Regions from separate parts of the Mus musculus genome. Here region 2 is linked to region 1. Evidence: chromatin contacts called from public ChIA-PET data. All regions are on one chromosome and are shown on one strand. The core of a region is the stretch at or near the end of the contact, and the rest is flanking DNA. Distances in the headings are between cores, read along the strand shown. Region 1 overlaps Bbs4 (Bardet-Biedl syndrome 4 (human)). Region 2 holds the start of Pkm (pyruvate kinase, muscle).

Region 1 (2,700 bases), core at 27-2,526:
CATTCAATAACTACATACTAAGTAGTCCTTTACAAAAACAGTTTGCTAACCTCTGACCTGTGTGGAAAAGAAAGATGAATCAAAAGGCCGCAGTAACTACCTGGGCTGCTGCTAACTTCTAATTCCAGTTTACTACAAGACTGACATGTGTCTTCTGGCCTAAGTGTTGTGAAGTCTCTGGAATTCCTTTGTAATAAACTGACTTTATTAGCAGCTTTAGAAAAGAAACCAGGAGTAAGGAGGGTGTTCCTGGAAGGCAAGAGGGCCAAGCACCTGTGAGTGGCAGGGATGCAGCCCTGTCTCAGGAACAGACCACAAAGCTCAGAGAAGCTAGTTTAATGTGTTCCACACCTCCTCAAACAACAAAACAATCAGTGATAGGCTTGATGCCTGTTGTTGTCATATACCTTACTTAAATTCTCTAAGAAATTCGCAGCATCGGTATAGATTTTCCAGTTTTATAGGAAACCAAAGCTCGGGGAAGTTAGTTTCCCTGACACAGAAGGGCCAGTGCTGGGACGCTTTGTCTCCTTTCTTTAGCTGTGTATCCTGACTATGTACACGCAGCGTCACAGACTCATGCACCCGACAGCATCCGATCCAAATAACATAACATTTCACTCATAAGTATTTCAGTACATGTTTCTCAAAGACATGATCTTTAAAAAAAAAAAAAATCAAGGCTAGAGATGGCTCAGCACTTAAGAGCACTGGCTGCTCTTCCACTGGGTTCAGTTCAAAGCACCCACACGGTGACTCACAACCAACCATATGTAACCTCACTTCCAAGAGATCCAACATCCTCTTCTAGCCTCAAAAGCACTTTACACATGTAGGCACACAGACATACATGTAGCCAGAACACTCATACACACAAAATAAATTAAATAAATCTTTGAAAAAGTTGTTTTAAACTTATAATACTATTATCTACCTGAAAAAAAGCAACCCTAAAAACTAGTCTTTGTCTCATGAAGCTCTCACATTCTAAAATTATTTTTTTTCTTAAACCACAATAGAAATAATGTCTACATTACCAAGAACTGTGCCTTCAATTCAAGCCTGTCTCCAAAACTTGTATATATTCCATTTCATCAGGGAATACCACCTTTCTGGCCTTTTAATGCTCTCTACATACACTAGTCCCTAACTCACCCCTGATGAATCTCTGCAGTAGGTGAAACCTGAAAAGAAAGCACCAATACGCCTTAAACAGCTAACAGCGCAGGAAGTATGCAAAGGAAAACAGAACAAGGTGGAGTCAAATCCATCCCTCATAAAAGCCACAAGGCTGCTGAATCTGACAGGAAGTGACAATGAGTGTCGCAGACAGTGAGAGGATGAGAGGAGCTGCTCATCCATCCTCCAGAGACCCAGTCCTCTTTCCCTTCACTACAGCGCCCCACTCCAGTTAGCAAGGACTTTCCAGCCTTCCTTTCAGAGGCTACGGCTGATGAGATACAGCAGAGGTTCCTTTGGGACTCGCTCTTCCTTGCTCTTTGAGCTCCTTTCAATGAATTAATACTTCTGAGCTGCAGCAGGCGCCATTTAACTAACCATGATTAAGTCTCAGCCCTGAAACTCTAGGACCACAAATGAATGCAAAAACCCATGATATGGATTCATGGAGGGGAAAAACTCTTTGTAAAGGCAATGTTTAGTCTGACTTTGTTTTGTACTTACACATAATTCCCAATTTACATAAGTGCATGATGAAAATAGGGGAGATAAGGAAGGTGAATATGATTAAACTATGAAAATGTCACAGTGAAACTCACTGTTTTATACAGTTAATTTACACTAATAAAAAAGAGAAGATGATGAAGGGAAAATAATCAGAAGAGTCACTTAAAGTTTTCATAACACAAAGAAAGTCAAAAGAAACAGCTGCTGACTGCCAAGCAGATAGGGGAAATATGCAAAGTACATATGAAGACATCTGCTGCTGATGCTTACGAACTCCAAATGTACCAACGTGACCTCTAAAGCTCTTGGAAATGACATGGGAAACCACGGCTGGAATCACACCAGTACAAACCTGTCAGCCACACTAACAGCTGCAAAATATAAACCAAAGTCTACAAAGCTACGCAGAAATGCCGTGCTGAGGACAGAATCAAAGACAGTGAACATCTAAGAGCTCTAGCCAAGCCCTAGGCAGTGGCTGAGTACCACTGAGGCAGACCCATCTCTCTGGGTTTGAGGCCAGCCTGCTCTACATAATGCATTTCAGGTCAGCCAGTGCTACACAAATTGAGACCTTATTAAAATAAAAAAAGAGCTGGGGGTGGTGGCACATGCCTTTAATCCCAGCACTTGGGAGGCAGAGGCAGGCGGATTTCTGAGTTCGAGGCCAGCCTGGTTACAAAGTGAGTTCCAGGACAGCCAGGGCTACACAGAGAAACCCTGTCTCGAAAAACAAAAAAATAAAAAATAAAAAAAGAGCTATTTGCTGAGAAAGAAATGCTGTTTCTCACTTACCCAGTCTTTCTGGTTAAGTTTAGCTGCTTCATTATATACTTCAGTGGCAGCTTTGTGTTTTCCCAGAAGAAACCTGTGAAGATAAATTTTCTATAATTATTACTTCCTCAATTCATTACTTTTGGTTTGTTTTTGAGGCAGGTCCTTACGTAATTCCAACTAGCCCCCAATGCACTGTGTGACCAAGGATAACTTGGAACCGGTCCTCATGCCTTCAGC
Region 2 (2,700 bases), core at 4-2,503, 320 kb after region 1:
CACAGATATAACCTCCCCCTCCCCAACTTCATGTTCTTTCCACCATAATAACCAAGCATTTACTTCCCTAAACTAAGGGGACCAAGGGGACTTATAGAAGAAACTAAAAAACTTTATTTCACTACAAATTGCATTTATGTTACCCTTCCCTCTAATCAAAACTGACCGAAAATGGGATGAAGGCCTGTGATTCAACTACAAAGAAGTGTCTGCTTGAAATGGTCACACCCATCTTTTACCAAGAAAAACAAAAGAACAAAACAAAACCAAAAAAAATCCAAAACCTAAGGTACAGTCTTCCCATTTAGAATGTGGCAACATTGTATCTGCTTTCAAAACTCTGCGGAATGAAGACTAGTGTTAACAGTTGGGAAATTAGAAAATACTTTGTAGGGAAAAAATTGTTAATGCCTCCAATACTACAAATTTAAATACATACACGCCTGAGTCAAAAACCAGTGTTGACTCCTGCATAGATAATGGCTACACGTAGGTCCAGTTCTGCACTAATTACCTTGGATTGGTTTGCTGCGTCCAGGTCCAGGCATTTTAAAAGTGCAGGATTCGAGACTCAAAGTATTAACATGGGTCCAATCTAGCCCTCCTTATTAGGAGGTCGCGCTCACGTTCCAAAGAGAGACTTAAGTTCTTCCTACCCAGCCTCTAAGTCTGGAACCCTCTAGGAGGCAGCCCAGACCTTCCACCACTCTCTTGCTCCCATCACCCCAGCTTCCCGTTCCGCTCAGCCTCAGAGGGTGTACTGGGGCGGGCGCCGGGAGGGTGGAGAGTCTCCGGGCGGGGCTGGAGGAATGTCCGTGGACCTATAAATCTGGGCACCGCCCTGGTAGGCCAGGGCAGATGGGGAGACCTGGGCAAAAGGCCAAAAAGGGAACATTTTGTAGCCGATCTAAAGCAACAGGTGGCGGTGGCGCCCGGGAACCTAGGGGTGGTGGTGGCGGCGGCGGCGCTGGCCCGGTGGGCGGGCCTTGCTCCCTCACCACTTCCCCATTGGTCAACAGGATAACCCTTGAGCAAATTTGGTCTACGATGTCCTTCCGCCACGGAAGGTAGTCCTCCTCAAAAGGGCAACCTGCTTGTCCCGCCTACCCTGAGCTTCTCTCAGGAGGTGCGGGCGCCCCGTTGAGAGGCGGGGCGCCGCCGGCCGCAGCCCGGATTGGGCGAGGGGCGGGGCTGCGGAGGGATTGCGGCGGCCCGCAGCTGTGATAACCTTGAGGCCCAGTCGGCGCAGCCCCGCACAGCAGCGACTCGTCTTCACTTGACTGACGTCCGCTCTAGGTATCGCAGCAGGAACCGAAGTACGCCCGAGGTGAGCGGGGAGAACCTAAGCCATCTGTCCCCAGAGCCGATGCCCACTGGTGTGTAACGCAGGCCTGCCTGCCCACGCGGGACTCAGGCGCCAGGCATCGAGCATCCCACTCCGGGTTGGGGAGGAGCCACACTTGAGTCCAAGTCTTAATCCTCCAAATTGAGGGTGGCCGGCTAGCTCCTTTCCCACGGTCTCATTCTGCTCTCTCTTCCATCTCAATCTGGTTCCAGCCTCTTATCTTACTATTGCTATCCTCGCCACCCTGTTCTCGCCCTGCTCCGATGCTCGTCCTCCTACATCCACTACGACTTACGACCTTCCTCTTAGCTCTGTGCCCTCATAATTCGGTGCCCTCCTCTTAATCTCTACTTGAAATAATTCCCCTACTCACCCCACCCCCACCCCCCATTCAGCCTCCGCGTTCATCCTCCTTTCAGGTCAGCGTTCTCTTCCCGCGCCAGTGTTCGCAGCTCTTCGTCGCCCCTCCCCCCTCCGATCCGGTCACGTCCGCGCCGCAGCATCCTTTCAACCTCCATATCCTCGCCCCTCCCCCTCGCAGCTTTTCCCCTCCCCCCGCATTCTAGTCACGTCCGCGGACTCCTCGTGGTCCGGTGCATGGAGGTAGGATGCAGTCACTAGCGGTCCTTGGTAATGCAGCTACAAGTTACGTAACTTTTGTATTCCCGGTGGCCTGGCAAGAAAGGTTGGCCGCTATTGCTGCCTGTTTTGTGTGCCCGCAGATTTTTGGTGGTGGGCACGGGCCCTCATTGCTCTCGCGCTCCATCCTGCGGCGGAGGGGCGGCACGTACTGCGATGCGTCTGATTAATCGGTCATGCTGCTCCCACGTGCTGGCGAGGGGGAGGGTGGGCGATCAACCCATACCCGTTCCCGACAGAAACTGGAGCCCGACGCTACCAGAACACACATAGCCCACAGAGCTCGGTCTAATTAGGGAAGCAGATTTTGTCAAGTCAGTGCTATGAGGAAGATGGGGCTGCATGCACAAGGTGGCCGGCATACTGGTTTTGAAAAAGCCGGGCATCTTCTAGTCTGAAGGCTATAAAGACCCAGTAAATACCCAGTCATAGTAAGATAAGAGCTCGACCACTTTTTCCAAATCCAGGACACTGGTAGTTTGGAAAAAGTGAACCTTATAGTGAAAATCCAGTCGTGCATGGAGGCAGCTAGGTTTTGGAATCCGGTGTGATCTATTAATATTCTTAGGTTTGGCCTCTGGTCCTGTGTCACTCCAGGCTGCTAAATTACTGGTCTCCTTGTAAGTACGGGCCATCCTCGATGTAGTGACTAACCTCGGGTGAAATATCCAGAAGGGCATGCATTATATCCTTTTGGTCAATGAATGAAGTAGTTA

Evidence for each region. ChIA-PET counts read pairs in DNA pulled down with a chosen protein or histone mark.
Region 2: an RNA polymerase II ChIA-PET map of memory CD8 T cells shows a contact between it and region 1, with 43 read pairs. The contact joins the promoter of Pkm here to the enhancer-like site in region 1. A contact is called at or near these places in 4 of 39 promoter capture datasets (the C10 cell line, the HPC-7 cell line, embryonic stem cells and 1 more), 1 of 15 datasets of contacts at CTCF or cohesin (pro-B cells), 4 of 484 Hi-C or Micro-C datasets (CD4 T cells, the G1E-ER4 cell line, Th1 cells and 1 more), 8 of 115 datasets of contacts at active chromatin or transcription factors (the SCID.adh cell line, bone marrow-derived dendritic cells, bone marrow-derived macrophages and 4 more) and 3 of 9 other capture datasets (adipose tissue, liver and pancreatic islet).

The regions. Positions count from the first base shown.
Region 1 is chr9:59,337,330-59,340,029 of GRCm38.p6, forward strand. Bbs4 (Bardet-Biedl syndrome 4 (human)) reads right to left here. Exons shown (of 16, transcript NM_175325.3): 6 at 2,482-2,554. Among named protein-coding and RNA genes, the nearest start is that of Bbs4, 15 kb to the right of the region's middle. Within about 2 kb of position 1,277, at least 13 of the 459 cell types and tissues checked have an H3K27ac peak or open chromatin away from gene starts, as enhancers often do. A contact at or near this core is called in Th1 cells and memory CD8 T cells, where this site is marked.
Region 2 is chr9:59,655,323-59,658,022 of GRCm38.p6, forward strand. Pkm (pyruvate kinase, muscle) reads left to right here and starts at 1,254. Exons shown (of 11, transcript NM_011099.4): 1 at 1,254-1,327. It overlaps Gm51708 (a long non-coding RNA gene), which reads right to left and starts at 584. Exons shown (of 4, transcript XR_003948336.1): 1 at 515-584.